Linked DNA regions of Zea mays: region 2 is linked to region 1. The links are chromatin contacts, called in public Hi-C maps. All regions are on one chromosome and are shown on one strand. The core of a region is the stretch at or near the end of the contact, and the rest is flanking DNA. Distances in the headings are between cores, read along the strand shown. Region 1 has its middle 41 kb from the start of LOC103639086. Region 2 holds the start of LOC103639087 (putative B3 domain-containing protein Os10g0537100).

Region 1 (4,466 bases), core at 508-3,007:
ATAGCATATGTTTTCTTTTGTTTGGATTGTGTAGAGTTAATTGCTTCCTTAGTCCTAAAATGATAAGCATATTTTATACAGGAGCAAATTATGCAAAATAGAATTTCATTCTTAATTCCCCTTACAATATATTGTCGTTTATTTGCTAAATTATCGATATCACCTGAGGCATTTTAAATAGTGTGTAATTTATTTATGCAAGTTTTATGTCCTAGAGTTATATATGATTTGACTAATTGTTGGTCAAGGTTTTTAAAATTTAACTTTAAGGCATGTTTGGGAGCCCCTTGCTCGTCTAGGGATGGCAACGGGTTTAAAACCCGCGGGTACAGAGATTACAAACCCATACCCGCGTGATTAATGTTAAACCCGTACCCGCACCCGCTACCCGCGATGGGTAGCGTATGTTACCCAAACCCGCTACCCGCGGGTTTATGGCACCCGCGGGTACACCCGCGGGCACAGTCATATAATAAATATTTATTAAACTGATAGCACATAATAATAAATATTTATTAAACTGATAAAAACATGTATCGATCTTAGCCAAAAGTTCTACGAGTTTCCTGGCGCATGTAGTCTTCTTTTATATCATTTGATTGGCGCCGCTCGCTCAAAGCTTTCGAGGTGGCACTAAATTGAGATGCACGGTGGAAATGTGTTTGCCGTTGCCAAGGGCCAAGGCCCATTAGCTAGCTACCAAAGGCCGTGAGGAGGGGACTGGGCGAACGCTTCCTGTTTCACGCTGAGGCCGTGGCGAGGGGGCTGTGTGCACGGGGCCATGAAGCCACAAAGAAAGTCGTCATATTATATATATACACACGTGGGCATGGGTACAACATTTTCATACCCACGAGAAAAAACCCGTTGGGTTGAGAATCAAACCCGTACCCGTACCCACGGGTACAAACTCACACCTAAACCCGCACCCTTATAGGGTTTTTACCTGCGGGCACGCGGATAAAATGTGCCCGTTGTCATCCCTATGCTCGTCTATGCAAAATGCACTTGTCATTCTAGGAAGGAGGGACGGATATAAATTAAACAAATCTCTAAAAAAATAATGAGGTGTTTCAATTCCTTGATGGAGGATGTATGACCTCATGACACATATATTAGAGGTCAATATTATTTACACACACAGATAATTAACAGTTTTATATATGCATCTACGACGACGTATATAACTAGATGATGGTTGTGAGTATATCGTGTGCTAGTGTGCATGACTTTTCATCCTAGCGTGTAGAGAAACGATATAGTAATATATAAAGCTTAAGTAGCTTTATTAATTACTTTGTGTGCCTATATATATATATATATATATATATATATATATATATATATATATATATATATATATATATATATATATATATATATATATATATATATATATATATATATGTATATATGTCGGTTGTGCTCGAAGGAGAGACCACACTATATGTATAGAGCGAACCAACCAATGAGAATTAAGTCTGCGTGCACGCCAACAACAGCAAGGAATGGAAGCAAGCATGCATGCATGACAGGCAAGTGCATCATTAAAAGGCTGCAGGGTCTTTACCTCCCGGTCTACTGAGCATTTGCGCAGGTTTACTATGCCTCATTGCCTCCGGTCTACTGCTGAGCATCGATGGTCCTCCTCCGGGCTCCGGTCCTTCCTAAAAAAAGCAGCTTCATTCTACATACGTATATGGACCAATCGGGTGCCATCATACGTTGTTGCAGTAGCCAGAACAGAACCCAGCTTTTCACACGTATGCGTTACGGTACTTATGAGTACGACCTATATATGTAGTACTGCCTGCACTGTAATGCACAGTATGCTTTTGGCGAGACTTGACAAACTTGGGCCACAAATAAAGGGAGCGAACTACGTACGTGGTACCTCACATGGGCTTTATGTCTCGAAGGCTCGTACATGACAATAACATGAGAACAAAAAGAAAACTAACATACAAAGAAATTTGCTACTACAATGCTCGTGCTTGTGGTATTCGTTGGGTAGGCCAGACCCTACCAACAGGCAACAGTGCAACGACTGAGTGACATGCGAGAGCCAATAAACCAGTGTGATGGACCCTCCCCACAAAAATAGCCACAAAATTAAATTTAATATCAAAAGTGAACATATAGTTCACATACTAGATATTAAACTGATAAGAATAAATATTACACTCAATCTTAGCCAAAAGGTCAAGAAAAGTATGAGTTAAAAAGGAGTCCGACCGCTTTTTTTATAGCTCGCCCGGTCGCTCGTTCACCTTTAGCGAGCGTGGTGATAACTATGTGGGAGCTCTACACTGTGTGTGGCTTTCTGTCGTATTAGGCTTGGGTGGTTTCTCACGGTCCATCTGTGGGGTAATGGTCAAACCACTGGTAGGAGAGAAGTGGGAGAGAGGAACAAACCATCACCCTATTGTGTTGGGCTTAGGTTAGTTTCTTACGGTCCATCTGTGGGTTAATGGCCCACTGATAAACGAGAAGCAAAGGAGAGGGAAATAAATATACGCATCGTCGAAACTGGTGCTTTAAAAGAGTAGAGATTGGTGTCATTGTATCATGGTCATAGTTTAAAGCAATTTTTGGTAGTGTACGAGATTGCTAAACCCTATTCGGCTTCGGGGGGCAGCTTTTCTTCAGCCAGCACGCAAATTTCTCTCCTCCACTAGTATTATAAAGTTGCGCGACGACCTATACCGTCAACTATCACTACCGGAATCCAAGGCTTTGCCGAGTGTTGTAATCTTTGTCGAGTGCCTTTTGTCGGGCACTCGGCAAAGAAGGCTTTGCCGAGTGCCGCTCTCGGCAAAGCTAGACTCTCGGCAAAGAGACTCTTTACCGAGTGCTGGACACTCGGCACAGGACGACACTCGGCAAAGACTAGTTTGCCGAGTGTCAAACACTCGGCAAAGGGGGCTCTCGGCAAAGGGCCGTCAACGGCCGTCCTAAAGTTGATGGCCGTCAGTCTTTGCCGAGAGCCAGCGGCTGGCACTCGGCAAAGAGGATTCTTTGCCGAGTGTCACACATCTAGCACTCGGCAAAGTGTATTTTTATTTTTTGATTTTGTCTCCCAAACTTTTTGTGGTATGTTCCTACACTATGTAGACCTACATGTATCATTTGTGGACAATTATAACATAGTTTTCAATAGTTAGTAGATTTAGTTTGTTTTTTTGAAATTCTTCGGAAAATTCAAATTTGAACTGCAGGTCACTCGAAACTTGGAAAACCGTGCATGAAAAAATGATATTCATGTTACTTAGCATAAGTTACGACCGATTTCAGATGCGTAGCGGAAACTTCGAGCAACATGCTCACTAAACATGGCCGTGAACTTGGCATCCACGTGTTTAAAAATTGTATAAAACACAAACAAAGTCAGAAAATCATGAAACTTGTCCCCGTGTCATGATATCATATGTATAGGCTGTGATAAAAATTTTAGAATGTTTGGAGAAAGTTGTGAGACACTATGTGTAGAAACCTAAGAGATCCACATTGAAACTCTATGATTTCATGTGTAGTCCTCTTAGTTTTCTACACATAGTGTCTCACAACTTTCTCCAAATACTCTAAATTTTTTATCATAGCCTATACATATGATATCATGACACGGGGACAAGTTTCATGATTTTCTGACTTTGTTTGTGTTTTATACAATTTTTAAACATGTGGATGCCAAGTTCACGGCCATGTTTAGTGAGCATGTTGCTCGAAGTTTCCGATACGCTTCTGAAATCGGTCGTAACTTATGCTAAGTACCATGAATATCATTTTTTCATGCACAGTTTTCCAAGTTTCGAGTGACCTGCAGTTCAAATTTGAATTTTCCGAAGAAATTCAAATAAACGAACTAAATCTACTAGATATTGCAAACACTGTTATAATTGCCCCAAAATGATACATGTAGGTCTATATAGTTTAGAAACATACCACAAAAAGTTTGGTGCTGAAAACAAAAAAATACAAATGTACTTTGCCGAGTGTCGTGTGGTTGACACTCGGCAAAGTAGGATTTGCCGAGTGTCCCGGAATGGCACTCGGCAAAGAAGTGAAAAGTAGTCTTTGCCGAGTGCCCCTGGATGGCACTCGGCAAAGAAGACGCCTTTGCCGAGTGCCGCCGATCTGGCACTCGGCAAACCATATTTTAAAAATAAAAAAAATCTTTGCCGAGTGCCGCATCGCGGGCACTCGGCAAAGAACATAAACTTAGCCAATCCAACGGCTTCTCCTTCTTCTCTCTCTCACTCACGCTCACCCGCTCGCTCGCCGCCGACGCCCGCGCCGCCCGCGTGCCCGCTCGCCCACCCTCGCCGCCGGCCACGCGCCGCCCCCGGCCGCGCGCCCGCTCGCCCGCTCGCCCGCGCCGCCCGCGCGCCCGCCGCTCGCCGCTCGCCGCGCGACCGCGCGCCCGTGCGCCGCCCGCTCGCCACCCGCGCGCCCGCCGCGCGCCCGTG
Region 2 (4,781 bases), core at 2,009-4,508, 89 kb before region 1:
TCTATCGATATTTTTCTATTAATTAATTAATTAATATTTTATATCTAATTTTTAAGAATATATGGAAAGAACAAAATGGATGTACGAGTCAAACAGAATGGAACTCGAGTACATGGTTGAGGTAAAAAAGTTTGTTGCCGTTGCGAAGAAACATTGAGAGAGTATGGGTCAAACTACAACTATCCGCCCGTGTGCTCACTGCAAAAACACGAAAGGCCATGAAGTCACCACAATGCTATCTCTTTTGTTAGGTTTGGTTTTGTCAAGGATCCATAGTCTGAACATTCCACTGTGAGAGAAGAGATGCTAGTGTAGGTGAATCATCATGTGGTAGAGGAAACTCATTGATGACAAATGCAGGTGGGCCACCAGCTGGCAACACCGTTGTTGGCGACAACAATGACACTGGTCATCGTGATTACATCAAAGTGGACAATTTGTTCAGTGATGCTGGTGACAAGGGTGGCGATGAGGATGTTGGTGCTACATTGCTAGAGCCTAAGGATGCGGAGCTTTTCGAGAACATAGCTCGCCTTAACGAAGATGACATTTTATCTAGGAACACGAGGTGGCTCAAAAATTTTAGAGAGATGAAGCCATCAATAATTGATCCGCTCTATGAGAATATCGATTGTCCGAAGCATATGACATCACTGCATTTTAATCTCAAGTTGCTTACAGTGGAGGACCGTCATGGTTTCTCAGACACTGGCTTCAACGAGATGTTATATGTACTTGTTGAAGCTTTTCCTGAGGGTAACAAAGTTCCTGTGTATACTTATTGGGCAAAGAAGTTGACCCGCCCAATGGAAATGAAACTTAAGAAGTTTGACGCCTGCCCTAACCACTTCATACTATATCGAGGTGAGTACGAGAAATTAGAGAGTTCTCCACACTACAACACTAGTCGATGGAAGACGAATGCTAGCTACCGCATGGAAGATGATCCCTCAAGTATGACGAAGAAGACCAATCAGAATTACCCGCCTCAGGATGAAGAGGGTTACACACTGAGGAGGAGTCCTGCATTGTTGATGTGGTATCTATCCATAATTGATCGCTTGTGTGCTCTATTTGGGAACTCCGAGGATGCCAAGCTAATATCCTGACATGCCTTAGATGACCGCAAGAAGGACGATGGCAAGCTGCGACACCCTTCTGTTGCTTGCCAGTGGAAATGTTTCGACAACTTGTTCCAGGAGTTTGGCGAATTGGCTAGGAACATCAGGTTTGGGCTTAGTACCGACGATATGAATCCGTTCGGTGAACTCAGCATCTCCCACTACACTTGGCCGGTCATCCTCACCATCTACAACTTGCCTCCATGGTTATGTCAAAATCGCAAATATCTTTTGTTGACAATGTTTATTTCAGGATCGAAGCAGCCTATTAATGATATAGATGTGTTCCTATAGCCATTAATGGAGGACATGCAAACACTATGGGAAAATGGGGTCGATATGATGGATCCATCCACCAAGGAGTCGTTCACTCTAAAAGCCATCATCTTTGTCACCATCACTGACTACCCTGGTCTTTTCTCGTTGTCAGGGAAGATCAAAGGAAAGATCAGTTGCATAGTTTGTCTTGACAATACTTGCTGCACTTATCTCAAGGGATCTTGCAAGACTGTGTACTTGAGGCACGTACGATTCCTCATGAAAGGGCATAGGTACCGAAGAGCTACGATGAATAGGTACTTCGACAACAATGACGAGCCACAACTTGATGAGCCAAAGAAGACGGAGTATGGGGAAAAGGTGTTTGAGATGGTGAAGGACATGGATCATATCGAGTTCGAAAAGAAGAAGAATGACGAGACCATGAAAGGGAAGAAGAGAAAGTTGGATGAAATGGAGAAACCATCAGTATTCGTTCCTTTTTAAGAAACAACTAATCTTTTTCAAACACTTATCGTACTGGAAAGAGCTACATGCGCCCCACACAATAGACTGTATGCATCTGTAGAGAAGAATGTCTTTGAAACTATTATCAGCGTGTTGCTAGACATGAAGACAAAGACCAAGGATGGACTCAAGTCATGCACTGATCTTGTCAACCTCAGCATAAGGCCAGAACTTCACTTGAGACAACATGGGAATGGGAAAGTTGAACTACCAGCCGCGACCTACAACCTAATAGATGAAGAGCAGCCAACGTTTTGCATGTATCTAAAGCAGGTGAAGGTGCCAACCAATTTTTATTCCAACATCAAAAGTATGGTCTTGAACTCTTGATGAAAGACCGCACGTTGACCAACTTCAACTCCCACGACTGACATTTTTTTGTAGTTAAACAATGACAAAATTATATATATCAACACGCAAAGGAGAGAACGATTGCTGTGCAAGCAGTCCCTATATGCAAGCATACAAGCGAATCATTTGATCCATTAGATTATGATCCAACGATAGATGCGGTCATGGTTTGTTAGGGTTCTTTTATAAAGATACTTGGCCTTTTGGTGGAAGGATTTAAGTGTTAAATGTGATATACGATTGAATCAATGATCATGATCTAATGGATCAGATGGTTTGCTTTGTATAACCGTGGTTGCCAGCAATGGAAACCAAGCGCATGAAATTCAGGAGAAGTGATAAAAAATGAGCATATGCATATGTATGCAATTTCGATTGTGCTCGCCGCACAGCTCAGACTATATAACACCACCATTGCAACAGCTGCACATGTTTTTGTGTGAAGCTCTAGCTGCTATAGAGAGGATGTACAGCACTACGGCAGGTCGGAACCTGTTGCAGTTAATTGCTTCTTCTATGCTAATAGATGTAAAGTTCTACTAGCTGCTAGAAGATGTAAAGCTGGGCATTGCAGAACTCAGTAGGACAGTAGCTACAGCAATCTCATGATCAATGAATATAGATCAAAGCATTGATAAAAACTAAAAAAAGAAGAAGAGAAAATGGAGTAGTACTGTCCATTATTCTGTGCCACGACCTACCGATCACTGCAGGAGAAGATATTTTCCCTACCTGCATCTCATCATTCATACAGTCAAGTGTCAACACGCAATTGCTGGATCACTGCAGCCGCGAGATCATCTCCATCCATCCATCCATGGATGGAGGAGCTAGCTAGAGAGGTGGGGGGATCCCAATAGGTTGAGCTGAGAGTGACATGCATACTCACATGATCTCAAGCCCTATCATTCGTCGCTCGTGGGCCCCACCCCTCACATCGACGGCCTATAGTCCCTCTCGCTCTCGCCCCTCCTCTTCCTCTCCCACCGGCCTCAGCTAGTAGTAGGATGCTAGATGCCGCTTCATCTTCCTCTTTAAGAAAGCTAGCTGGGGCTTGCTTTGTATTTCTCTTCCCAACCTTTTCCCCTCCATGTCTCATGTAAACTGAAGCCTACTGATCTACAACCACAGCGCCTTTGCTGAAGATCTCACAATTGCAAACCAAACACACCATTTTTCCCCGGCCTTTATCGGAGTATCCTTTGATCACCAGTCCTGTCCTGTTACAAGAACAAATAGCACTCTTTATCCAGCAGCTAGCCAACCACCTGCTATCCTAGGAAGTTCGACAGAGCTGCATCCACATATAATATTGAGCTAATCTAACCCTAAACCCCCTCCTAAAATAGTTGTGGCATATAGTACTGTTACATACTCCACCAGATCCCTGAAATAGCATACTAGTCAATAGTCAACAGCTGTAGCAGCAGCCGGAGCTCGCTCGAGAAGCGTGAGCGGGGAGCCCCATGGAGTTCACGCCCGCGCATGCGCATGCCCGTGTCGTTGAGGATTCCGAGAGGCCTCGCGGCGGCGTGGCCTGGGTGGAGAAGGAGCACATGTTCGAGAAGGTGGTCACCCCGAGCGACGTGGGGAAGCTCAATCGCCTGGTCATCCCAAAGCAGCACGCGGAGCGCTACTTCCCCGCGCTGGACGCCTCGTCCGCCGCGGCGGCGGCGGCGGCAGCAGCCGCGGGAGGCGGGAAGGGGCTGGTGCTCAGCTTCGAGGACCGGGCGGGGAAGGCGTGGCGCTTCCGCTACTCGTACTGGAACAGCAGCCAGAGCTACGTGATGACCAAAGGTTGGAGCCGCTTCGTGAAGGAGAAGCGCCTCGGTGCCGGGGACACAGTCTTGTTCGCGCGCGGCGCGGGCGGCGCGCGCGGCCGCTTCTTCATCGATTTCCGCCGCCGTCGCCAGGATCTCGCGTTCCTGCAGCCGACGCTGGCGTCTGCGCAGCGACTCCTGCCGCTGCCGTCGGTGCCCATCTGCCCGTGGCAGGACTACGGCGCCTCGGCTCCGGCGCCCAACCGGCACGTGCTGTTCCTGCGGCCGCAGGTGCCGGCCGCCGTAGTGCTCAAGTCGGTCCCCGTGCACGTTGCTGCATCCGCGGTGGAGGCGACCATGTCGAAGCGCGTCCGCCTGTTCGGGGTGAACCTCGACTGCCCGCCGGACGCCGAAGACAGCGCCACAGTCCCCCGGGGCCGGGCGGCGTCGACGACGCTTCTGCAACTGCCCTCGCCATCGTCGTCAACATCCTCCTCGACGGCAGGGAAGGACGTGTGCTGTTTGGATCTTGGACTGTGAAGACAATCAACATCCTCTAGCAAAAAGAAGGAGAAATTGGGTCGAGGAACTGATGGGGCACTGACACACGAACTGATATGGCTCCAGTACTGCATCTGCATGTGTAATTGTTGATGAATTGGTATTTCTTGATGATATCCTGCTCATATAATCATATTAGCTCATTTGTGCTTTCCGTAACTAATGTGTGTTTCTTCTCTTTTCTTGATTTGATCTTTGTTCC

What was found. Hi-C and Micro-C count contacts between places; a contact is called where the count stands out from the background.
Region 2: a Hi-C map of tassel shows a contact between it and region 1, with 2.6 times the contacts expected there. The contact joins the promoter of LOC103639087 here to the enhancer-like site in region 1. A contact is called at or near these places in 5 of 25 Hi-C or Micro-C datasets (ear, endosperm, leaf and 1 more).

Annotation. Positions count from the first base shown.
Region 1 is chr9:131,190,907-131,195,372 of Zm-B73-REFERENCE-NAM-5.0, reverse strand. It overlaps the pseudogene LOC111590223. Among protein-coding and RNA genes, the nearest start is that of LOC103639086, 41 kb to the right of the region's middle. Within about 2 kb of position 1,757, at least 11 of the 20 cell types and tissues checked have an H3K27ac peak or open chromatin away from gene starts, as enhancers often do. A contact at or near this core is called in ear and tassel, where this site is marked.
Region 2 is chr9:131,280,970-131,285,750 of Zm-B73-REFERENCE-NAM-5.0, reverse strand. LOC103639087 (putative B3 domain-containing protein Os10g0537100) reads left to right here and starts at 3,258. Exons shown (of 1, transcript XM_008661883.3): 1 at 3,258-4,781. The coding sequence starts at 3,725. The coding sequence ends at 4,558.